Regions from separate parts of the Mus musculus genome. Here region 2 is linked to region 1. A link is a contact called in public ChIA-PET data. All regions are on one chromosome and are shown on one strand. The core of a region is the stretch at or near the end of the contact, and the rest is flanking DNA. Distances in the headings are between cores, read along the strand shown.

Evidence for each region. ChIA-PET counts read pairs in DNA pulled down with a chosen protein or histone mark.
Region 2: an RNA polymerase II ChIA-PET map of memory CD8 T cells shows a contact between it and region 1, with 4 times the contacts expected there. The contact joins two enhancer-like sites. A contact is called at or near these places in 2 of 39 promoter capture datasets (the C10 cell line and pre-B cells) and 2 of 115 datasets of contacts at active chromatin or transcription factors (bone marrow-derived macrophages and memory CD8 T cells).

Annotation. Positions count from the first base shown.
Region 1 is chr9:117,924,480-117,930,376 of GRCm38.p6, reverse strand. Zcwpw2 (zinc finger, CW type with PWWP domain 2) reads left to right here. Exons shown (of 9, transcript NM_001378466.1): 8 at 1,196-1,293. Among named protein-coding and RNA genes, the nearest start is that of Azi2, 110 kb to the left of the region's middle. Within about 2 kb of position 2,711, at least 69 of the 459 cell types and tissues checked have an H3K27ac peak or open chromatin away from gene starts, as enhancers often do. A contact at or near this core is called in bone marrow-derived macrophages and memory CD8 T cells, where this site is marked.
Region 2 is chr9:118,509,195-118,515,091 of GRCm38.p6, reverse strand. It overlaps Golga4 (golgi autoantigen, golgin subfamily a, 4), which reads right to left. Exons shown (of 24, transcript NM_018748.3): 2 at 823-912. Among named protein-coding and RNA genes, the nearest start is that of Golga4, 5.8 kb to the right of the region's middle. Within about 2 kb of position 2,246, at least 96 of the 459 cell types and tissues checked have an H3K27ac peak or open chromatin away from gene starts, as enhancers often do. A contact at or near this core is called in bone marrow-derived macrophages and memory CD8 T cells, where this site is marked.

The DNA of each region.
Region 1 (5,897 bases), core at 1,462-3,961:
CTTAGGCAAATGGATGGAACTAGAAAATATCATCCTGAGTGAGGTAACACAGTCACAAAAGAACACACATGGTATGCACTTACTGATAATGGATATTAGGAAAAAAGCTTGGAATACTCATGATACGACCGACACTTATGGGGGGAACAAAATAATCACAGGAGAAAGAGGATTGGAAGGACTTGGTAGAAAGAAAGGAGAGGGAGAGGAAAAGGGGGCCAGGATCCGGTGTGGGAGGAGACAGAGGAGACATACAGAGGGTCAGGAAATTGAACAGAGGTGTGTAGCCATGGGAGAAAGGGAACTGGGGGTAGCCTACAGAGAGTAGCAGTTGCCAGGAAAGCAAGCAGCTCCCAGAACCCAACTTGGATGGATGACCTTAGCTGAAATACCCCACAAAGGGGAGAGAGAACCTGTAGAGACCATATCCAGAGGTTAGGCATGGATCCCGAAAGAGAGATGGGGCCACCCACCCGTCTCAGAATTTTAACCCAGAATTGTTCCTGTCTAAAGGAAATTCAGGGACAAAGTGTGCAGCAGAGACTGAAGGAAAGGCCATACAGAGACTGCCCCACCTAGGGATCCATCACACATGCAGACACCAAACCCAGACACTATTGCTGATACCAAGAAGTGCTTGCTGATAGGAGCCTGATATGTATGTCTCCTGAGAGGCTCTGCTAGAGCCTTACTGATACAGATGCTTGCAGTCAACCATCAGACTGAGCACAGGGACCCCAATGAAGGAGTTAGGGGAAGGACTGAAGGGGTTTGCAGCCCCATAGAAAGAACAACAATATAAACCAACCAGACCCCCCACCCCCATCCCAGAGCTCCCAGGGACAAAACTAGTAACCAAAGAATACACATGGAGGGACCCATGGCTCCAGATGCATATGTAGTAGAGGATGGCCTTATCTGGCATCAATGGGAGGGGAGGCCGTTGGTCCTGTGAGGGCTCGAAGCCCCAGAGTTGGGGAATGCTAGGGCGGTGAGCCAAGGAGTGGGTGGGTGGGTATGGGAGCACCATTATAGAAGCAGGGGGAGAGGGAGAAGGGAGGGAGTTTTCAGAGGAGAAACCTGGAAGGGGGATAACATTTGAAATGTAAATAAATTAAATAACCAATAAAAAGATTATGAATTAGATGGCATTAACTAAAGATGCAGCTTTTACTGTATTCATGATTTCCTTTAGTTGTCTCTGAGACTGAAGGTTTGCTGAAAGAACTGGAGAAAATGCTGCAACAAATCCAAGAACCCACAGCAAGAGAGGATGAGTCACAGGGAGAGCAGGTTGGTATGCAGAGGCACCACCAGCAGCTTCAGGTTCTCAGACTGATGGGCATTTCAGTCATATACGTACCTTTCTCCACGTCTAAAATCTGAGCCACTGATCATCATGATGTTAATGAACTGGAGGCTGTCAAGAAGCCAAACTATATTCCTGGGAAAATGTGAGATTACACAAAGGTAGTCATTTAACTTTAGATCTTTGGGGTTGGGAATGAAGGAAGATGCAGGGGTTTCCTGTAGCTGAGGTGGACCATTGCAGAGAGACCTGGGATTGGCCATCATGACACAATACTTGACAGAAATGACTAGAAGAGATGTCAGTTCATCTTGGAGGACATGCTGGTGCAGAGCACCGCACACCCAGGTAAGATAGGAAGCAGAAGAAAGAGAAGACAGGAAGGGGCCAGGGCAAGAGAGCACCCATGGGCATGGCCCCAGTACCTACTTCCAGATGCTCTACCCCACCCCCTGCCTGCCACTCCCTAGCTCCCAGTAATAACTCTCCAGCTGTGTTATGAATATGCCATAGAAGTCATGTGTTGGTTAGCTCAGAGTCTTCATGCTCTGTCTCTAGAAAAGCCCAAACTGACATACCTGCTTGCTAAATATCATTAATTCGATGGAGATTTCTTAATTCAGTGAAGTTGACAGTTTTAGATGAATAGCAATATTATTATTATTATTAAAGATAATAATATTATCTTTCCAGGTAAGAGAAGTGAGGTATAGGAGTAGCAGATCCCTGGCACAGGGGAGTAGCTTGGTCAGAACCTTCTCTGTCCCATCTGGGCACTGAAACGTGCATGTCTGGGCTACTGTAAGGCAAAACCTCTCAGTGTTAACAGAGCAGAGGTGGAGCTCACCAGGGCACCCATGTCATCTCCACCACGTCTGGGCTAGCTCCTATTTCCTCTTGTTTTTAACTAATTATGTTATATTCAGAGAGCTGTATGTTCTTACTATCCAATATCTTTGTAAATGGAATGAGAATTTGTGATAGAAAGCTCAGACCATTTATAAAAGGCAGCACTGGGCCAATCATGCATAAAAATCAGTCTCAGGACAGACACTTAACCCTCTGGTATAGTTGTTTCCTAACTAGGAAACAAACGGCAGTGGGAGGTTACATAGGTTTCATTAATTCATTCAGATACATAGTGTGCCCCAGTCAAAGAGACACACCAAGACAGAATCCCCGATATAATCATTGCGATTTTATTGCCTTATTATCATTTGTTAATAACATAAACTTAATGTAATCCAGGTTCTGCAGCTAAGGACTCATGCCACTTAGCAGTTACTCATGCCCTACTTTAGAGAATTGTCTTAGGAGTCAGATACGACAAACGCGCTGTGTCCGAGGTGACAGTGGGCGGTGCTAGTTCTAAGAGGAGAATTCTTAACTTCCTCTCTTGTTTCCCCCATGCTCACCCAGGGACACTACATCTCTGCCAGTTCCTCTCAGTGATAGCTGGATTTAGAAGTGGGTGGATCGTTCATGCATGTCAGACTGCAGGCTTCGGTTAGATCCTTACCCAGTATGAAGACATGGATCCTCCATATTTTTTCTAGCTCTCCTGCAGATAGGGCCTCCCTTGGTGGTGTGGGTTCTCTGTGTAGTAGAGGCTTTCCTCAAACATGAATCCATCTGTCTCAGCTCTAACTCCTAAGAGCTGGAGCCGTAGGTGTTCAGCTAAAGATGAGTCTTTAACGCCTTTCTTCCTGAGTTAAAGATTAAGGAAAGTGTACAGAATGTAGCATCCTAGAGATGAATGTGTTAGAGGAAGTAGACGTCAGCCTTTGCTGAGGTGGAAAACACAGAAAGCTCCCACTCAGTGCCAGCAGCACAGCTGCCCTGATCTGCAGGCTGTGACTCAGCCTACAGTGCATTTCCCACCACGCTTCCCATGTGTGGCTGCACTTGTAGAACAGGATGTGTAGACTGGTGACATGGGTAATAATACAAATTACACACACACACACACACACACACACACACATATATATATGTATATATATGTGTGTATATATATATATATATAATACAATAACAAATAATACATCTATACAATAATACAAATATAAATATACAAATTATTCCTTCTTAGCAATTGTGTGCTCAGTTCAACACTACATGGTTTTATGCAGTGTGGTTTGTGGTTTGTGGTTTGTGGGTTTTTTTCCCCTTTCTTTCTTTTTTAGCCCCAGCGGTTTGTCTTCTCAAAAATACAGCCTGACTGGTTTTTATAGTGACATCCTGGAGTTTTTACAGCCACAGACTGGCCTCCATTTTGCTGTCAGAACTAGTAGCTTGATGGAATAGAAACCACTTTTGATTTATTTTTATTTCTAATGCTAAGATACATAGCTTTAATACAGCCCCAGGTAGGCCTTCTTTTGTTTTAGATTCTTGTATTGTTCTGCACTTTTAAAAGGCATTTAGGAACTATGAGAGTTACTTATTTTAATTTACTGCCAGGTGAGGACCTCCTACAGGCTCTCACTAGCAGCTCCTGATGTCTCTGGAAGTTTCGGGCTTCCTCACTGTTAATGAGGAGAGCAGCCATGAAACCAGCCATTAAAGCTGTAGCAATTTCCACCTTAAAAGTAAAGAAGTAATCACACACCCCTGGGGTTTGTTCTTTTATTTCTTCTTTATTTTCATTGTTTCTGCAAAGAATTAATGTGGCTTCTACTTAAAACTGGAGAAGTGCTTTATGTAGGGATTTTCTTTTTTAGAAGATGCTCCTTGATACACTAAACACACTAAAGAGAGTCAGCAGACAATTCCAAATCTGGACTATGTTGACTCTGAGCAGACACCATGTGAGCCCCTTTCAGAGTTGTGAATTTGCTGTGTTTTTCATTGCTGCCTGTCAGATTTATTTCTTATGATTCCTAAGCATGTGTGCCAGACATGAAGGTAGGAAGAGCACACACCCACTGATGATCAAAGCTCTCTCCTGTGTGCTCTGGCAGATGAGCATCCTCTCCTGAGTCTCCTTCCCAAGGACACTCTAGCTAATACTAACACTGCTTACAGGCCCTGTCTGACTTGGCAACAATGGAGAAGTTAATTAGACCTTTAGAAATCCACCTCATTTTAAAATAGATAATCCATATGCAAATAAGGATGTTTGCTGAATAATTATTTGGATTAAAAGGTACATATTATATCGTGAACTATATGCATATCCTTGTCTTTCAATTGCATGAGAGGCTGGTCTTCCTGTAGTGAACTTTAAAAGTGAATCTCATGTTAGTATGTGAGTGCACAGTGAGTTACCACTGTCTTGCCCATCTAAGCTAGAGTAAGGACTTTTTGTGGATAATGTAAATACTTATTAAAGAATGACCACAGAATATGTAACTGGAACTATTATAAAATGTATTTTATATAGTATTCTTAAAAACAAACCAATATAGAAAACTCAGATGGAAGATAACACTGTCCCAAGGTATAAACTTTAAAATGTAAGTAGATGACATTGGAGAAAAGAGGCAGAACCTAAGGGACAACTTAGTGCCCCCTCCCCCATCTTTAATAGACATCATGATATACACAGAGCTTATCACTGACCACTTGCACATAACACCCTGTGCATCAATGTGTTGGAGGAATGCTGATCTCAGAAACCAAGCAGTCCTCTGTAGGTGTGATGAGCATTGTGGAGGACCTGCTGCAGTTATGATGAGCTGTGTGAAAGACCTGCTGTAGGTGTGATGAGCTGTGTGGAGGACCTGCTGTAGCTGTGATGAGCTGTGTGGAGGACCTGCTGTAGCTGTGATGAGCTGTGTGGAGGACCTGCTGTAGCTGTGATGAGCTGTGTGGAGGACCTGCTCTAGGTGTGCTGAGCTGTGTGGAGGACCTGCTTTAGGTGTTATGAGCTGTGTGGAGGACCTGCTGTAGCTGTGATGAGCTGTGTGGTGGACCTGCTGTAGCTGTGATGAGCTGTGTGGAGGACCTGCTGTAGCTGTGATGAGCTGTGTGGAGGACCTGCTGTAGCTGTGATGAGCTGTGTGGAGGACCTGCTGCAGTTATGATGAGCTGTGTGGAGGACCTGATGTAGGTGTGATGAGCTGTGTGGAGGACCTGCTGTAGCTGTGATGAGCTGTGTGGAGGACCTGCTGTAGGTGTGATGAGCTGTGTGGAGGACCTGATGTAGGTGTGATGAGCTGTGTGGAGGACCTGCTGTAGCTGTGATGAGCTGTGTGGAGGACCTGATGTAGGTGTGATGAGCTGTGTGGAGGACCTGATGTAGGTGTGATGAGCTGTGTGGAGGACTTGCTGTAGCTGTGATGAGCTGTGTGGAGGACCTGCTGCAGTTATGATGAGCTGTGTAGAGGACCTGCTGTAGGTGTTATGAGCTGTGTGGAGGACCTGCTGCAGTTATGATGAGCTGTGTAGAGGACCTGCTGTAGGTGTTATGAGCTGTGTGGAGGACTTGCTGTAGGTGTGCTGAGGTGTGTGGAGGACCTGCTGTAGCTGTGATGAGCTGTGTGGAGGACCTGCTGTAACTGTTATGAGCAGTGTGGAGGACCTGCTCTAGTTGTGATGAGCTTTGGAGGACCTTCTGTATTTGTGATCAACTATATGGCTCTTT
Region 2 (5,897 bases), core at 997-3,496, 590 kb before region 1:
TGCTGGTCTCCACTTTGTAGAGAGAAACTCGCTAAAGAACTTCTCATGGTGTTCCGGCAGATTCTGGCCACTTCCATTGGCCTGTGCTGTTTCTGCTGGATCGAGCAGAGCCACGGCTTGGCTACTGGTTTGTATTTGGTGTTTACTATGAACCTGGACTGCTGGTATCCTGATGACAAAGAGTGGAATGGCCACAAAGAACTACTTCTAAACAGGTCAACAACCACCTTTTCCTATTAACCTTCTTTCTCCCCTACTTCTGGTTGGTGGGCTAGAAGGGAGGTTGAAGTGTTTAAGAACCCTAAATTAAAGTAGATTTTGAAAAAAATTAAGTCTACTCGGACAAAGACACAAATACTAAGATCCAGTGCAAAAGCAGCCAATGCTCTGGACTGAGCGATCTCATCAGTCCCCCTCACACCTCCCGTATTTATAGTATACTTCACAGGAAAAGAGATACAAAAAAGATGAATATTTCACGTCAGTTGTTATAGGTAATGTGTTGCTACTTTCTAGTTTCTAACCACCGGCTTAAAAATATAGGGCCTTTCTCCATTTGATGCTATGTTGAACAAAATATTACTGAATTATTCTGATAGCTCCATATACGAAATAAACACACCTATCCTCTTTAATTTTCTCCAAGAAACAGTTTGCAAGAGCTAACTGCTATTTGTGTTTAAAAACAAAAAAAGAAAGAAAAAGACCAGTTGAATTATTAATAAACAGAAATTAAGTAAGTGACTCGTCAACACTGTTTCCCTGGATGCCACCCAGCACACAGCTCAGCTCCCTGAGAGCACATCAGAGCGCTGCACTAACCTCTCTGTTGGGTGTCACGTCATCAAGCTGGTCTGTAAATGAAGATGTCCTGCTTCTTGTCCTTGTTGGTGTTGAAGAGCTGGAGGAAGCCTACATTGAAAAATGATTGTACAGATTAGAAGACAGCAGTGGCTAGTATACTATTCCCTGAGAGGTTCTCTTCTCATTCCATGCCCAGGAACTCAAAACAGGAAAGGGACAGATTACAAGAGCAGGAAAGAATAACCACAGAAGAATCAACTGCAAGACTTAGCTACTAGTCACTGGGTCTTTGACCGGACCATCCATCAATTTAGCAGAATGTTTTAGCAGAACACATGGTAAGGGTGTGGTTATATTTAGGATGATATAATATTGGGGAACTGAAGCCCAGGGAAGAGAATATGAAAACTCTACTATCTTTGTCACTTTTCTATAAAACAAAATGATTCAAAATTTAAGTTCATTAAAAACAAAAAGGTTGCCGGGCAGTGGTGGCACACGCCTTTAATCCCAGCACTTGGGAGGCAGAGGCAGGCGGATTTCTGAGTTGGAGGCCAGCCTGGTCTACAGATTGAGTTCTAGGACAGCCAGGGCTACACAGAGAAACCCTGTCTTGAAAATAAAACAAAAACCAAACAAACAAACAAACAAACAAAAAAACCAAGAAGGTTATCAATTTCAACTTTAAAGTCCCTGAAACATTTAATACTATGAAGTTTACAGTTAAATAGCAGGGCCCACCTTTCTAGTTAGAAGTCTTTCTCTGAACCTACTTCCACAGCACAGCTAGGTACTGAGATGTTATTAGCCCAGTTACCAGAATCATCAACACTGACAAAGACACAAATACCAAACCTGATGTCTGAAGTCTACTCTACTGTGAGCTAAAAGCAGTCCTGAAAGCATGAAACCAAAGCATCAAGACCCTCTGAACTGTAACAAATAGCTCTGGCCTCACTCACCGCTTGCTTCCTTATACTTCCACATCTACACAGCTTTACAGAGAAAAACAATTAATAAAAACCTGTCATCCACTTGAGCAACAAGTGGACAAATGGAACTGTCACCTGTGTGTGAACACTGTCCCTGTCTGGGTAGAGCTGAGTCATAAGCACAGTGCACACACATACACACAAACGAGCACTGCATATACACAGAGAAAAACAAACATGTAAGCTACACTTCACATCAGGGCACATGTTGGTCATCCAGGCTAGAAAAGGTAGGAAAGTTCATCTCTGAACAGGAGTAATGTTTGTGTCAAAAGCAGAACTGAGAGTGAATTTAAACGACAAGAAGGACACATCTACATACCCATGGTTAATAACTTTCTTCAATAAACAGCTCTCATAAAGCCCTTGAAACTTACTAGCTCAGTCCTGCCTTTATCTGCAACAGGGAACCTGAGATCTATCATCAGTCACACCCACGTGAGGCTGAGTCACAAGTAAGAAAATAGACATGTAAAGTTTAAGGTCACCCTTTAGTAAGCATGGGGACAGACCTGGAAACAGCCAAGGGAGTGGTGCAGTGCAGTGGGAGGTGCCATGCTGGAGCCAGGTGAGAACATTTGCAACATTTTTATTAAGAGTCTAGGATGTAGCAATTGGCCCAGGCTACAGAGCCCTGGAGAAACTATCAGCTACCAAGTATTTATAATAAATTCCTCTTCCTCTTGCCTAAACTGAATTCTAACACATGTCCCTTCTAAAATAGACCTGAAAATCAGCATACAATCCACTAAAATCAGCTATATGCAAGTCACCTTAAGGGATAAGATATCCATTACCATTCAAGACAAGACAACATAAGCCAGGACATAAAGTTTTTAAATAGGTAAATAGGCGAATGTGCCATAAATCTTTATCAATGGCTTAGGCATCTAGCCTACACATAATGAAGTCTGTGTGTTTTGAAAATGGTAGCCACTAAACTCTGTTTACTCCACAGACAGCTTTCATCCAAGTCGAGGGAAACTGAAGGGCAAGGTGCCTGCTATACAAGCATGGAGGCCTGAGTTTCGGAGGCCTGGCATCCATGTGAAGTGTGGGGCAACACAGTTCACATCTGTAACTCTTCTTACATCTAGGGCCAATTCTCAAACAAGCTGGCTGCAAAGGCTGAGTGAGAGACTGCAGCGGCCACCACGGGAAGGGAAGAGCCCCTCGCTGGACTGAGGTGATAAAACGTTAGAAGAGTGGTTACAAACTACTACTGACTAGAGGAAATGCCTCCTGACCAACCAATTCCCGGCTGTGATCCTATAAGGTCTGAGAAACCTTTGGGTTATTAATTCAGCTCTCCAAATACCCAAATGCCAAGAAAGGACCAAATGCCTAGAGAGACCTTTACTCACATGAAAGTATATCTCAATGTGAATTTTAAAATGGGCCTTACATCTCCGCCTCCTATGAGTCTAATCAGAAGGCCTCATCAACTGTGGATAAACACAAAACAAAGTGATTGAAACTGTTAAAGGTGTACACAGATGAGGAATAAGTGATTGAAACTGTTAAAGGTGTACACAGATGAGGAATAAGCACTGAAGCACCCAGAAAAGTCCAGTGCCTGGCAACATTCAGCCCAGTCACGGACCGTGCTCTGAAGCCACAAGAGAAGCACAGGAGAAGCAGTGGTCTCAGGGGACCCGGATCTTTAATGGCCTCTCTCACTTGGAGACACGTGAATTTAAAGGGCTGAAGACACAGCTCAGTGGTAGAGCACTTGCCTGACATGGGCAAAGCCCTGGATTCCATGAGGGTTGGGGGAGGGGTGCAAGTTATTTGCTAAGAAAACTGGTGCTGCTCTCCAGGCTCACACTCACGTTTCACTGCCTGACAGCTGATCATCAGCTGACCAGAGCCTCACCTTCGTATAAGAAAAACCAGCCTAGTGTGGTAGGCCCCGCATGACCCTTGCCCTAGGAATAACATAACTCTCACAACTGTATTACCATAGATGGAAATGGGGTTCTGAAAGCATGATTCTTAGCTGAAAATGAGTTTACTCTAAACTTAAAAAAAAAAAAAATTACCCAAGTAAGTTTAACTGCTTACATAAGCCCTTCAAATCCTGGTCTACAGGAAGGAGACCGAGGCTAGCGACCTGTGCTCTCGCTATGCTCAATAAAAACAAAATCCTACTGAACACACAGCGAGAACTGCTGAACGCCACCTCTGCATCGCCCAGAGAGCGGACAAGGCCCCCAGCACCGACTGAACTCTACCCTAAGCACATGGGCATGAAGGGCAGAAAACAACCTGGACACACCTTGACAGCCTTAGAACAGAGACCTGGTTCTGACCAACAGAACCATGCCGTCGCTAGGCTAAGAAGCCCTATAGCCACGGCGACTTCTTCTCAGCATGTGAAAACAAGCAGGGACCTTCCGGGTGGTAAGCTTTGAGTGCCAGTGCCTACCCTTTGCTTTTCGTTCCCTGTCAGAGGCTCCTCCTCAGTATTTCCCCACAGGCACGCCATGCACCTTGTGAGCACCCTTCTCAGCCATGCGAGGCAAACGTAACACCCAGCGCAGCACCTGTAGGCCCTGTTAAGTGAAAACAGTGTTGACCAATACGAATGGCTTCTTGCAGTTTCTCACTCTGGGTCTTCACAATCAATCTGAAAGGTGCAAAGAGCACACAAAGTCATACCCAATTTCCTGATCCGATTAGACGCGTAGAATGTTTACACGACTGCCCAGGTTAGACACTTCAAGAACGAGGTTAGCACAGACCTCCTAACTCCCTGTCCACCTTACCACTTCACTTTAGATGACTAGCTCTCGAACTTCTCTGGACTCACAGTAAAAATAGTAATAATAATATTAATAATGTCACCATATTTCCACCCAATTCACATAGAGACACCCCTAAAACAAAAGCTTTTACCATCTTTTGTTTTAATTAGTGCAGGGTATAGAGGCCTCAAGCCCAGGTGTCCAACATCTAGCCAATCACCCGATGGCTGAGCTACACGCACAGTCTTCACAGTACGTAGATTCTGTAGCAGGAGACATAATTTCTTTTTCTTTTCTTTTTTCTATTCTTCACACACACACACACACACACACACAATGAAACATGATCATATCCGTCATCCATTTCCCCCTCCCCAGACCACCCCCCTCTAAGCTCACCAGTGCTGCCCGTCTGAGTACCGGTGTGAGGCATCCAGTAAAGTGTGAGAAGCCTACCATAAATAAGAGCTTCCACAGATGCTCCCCTCTCCGCGCCCATCCCCCCCCCCCCCCCTGCAGCTATCAACTGGCAATAGCTGCTTACTGAGGAGTGGATCCTAGAGACCCTCCTCTAATTGTCTCTGTCTTCTAACCTGTGTGACTTCCAGGTCCAACTCACAAGCCACCTGGAGTACTACTTTCACTGTGCCATGCTATCTATCTCTGTAACCTTGAAGTTCTTCTATCTGGCAACCAAGTCTCAAATCTACATACTTCAATGTATTTCATACTTTTAACTATGGTTTAAAAAAAAAACAGGAATTAAAAGTATTAATCCCAGGTTGAACAACATGATTTAAAGATAGGAAAAACACAAAATTTGAATATTCATATTAGTAGGATATGCTATTTTAAATTTACTGTACTAGAGGCCGCATTACCTGGAAGGCTCACAAACACTCCAGAATAAATTGTTAGAAAAACAGGTACAATTCTACACTTTCAAATCTCTTTAAGTATCAGTGAAGTTTAATTACTGTGAATTAGTAACTCTGAAATCAACTAATCCCAGCTTTCTAAGAGAAAAGGAAGCAACATTCACAGTATTTTTTGGTCAGCTAGTTACTACAGGAAGTCCTCTCATCTATTACAGCCTGCCACTAGGAACTGGACTGCTCTAATTATTGGAGCTGTAGACAAGTATGAGAAATATCAAAATGAGGGGTTTTCAATGTTTTCTCATGAGCAATTTATAGCAGCTATGGACTCACTAGCAGGATGCTCATGAGCCTTTTGACTAAGCTCCTGCCCCTTAAGTTCTGCCCAAGCAGATACACTTTAAGAAACAGGTGTGGCTTTGGCTTGCACCAACATACAGCACACCTGCTCAGTAACTCCTCCCCCCCACACACAC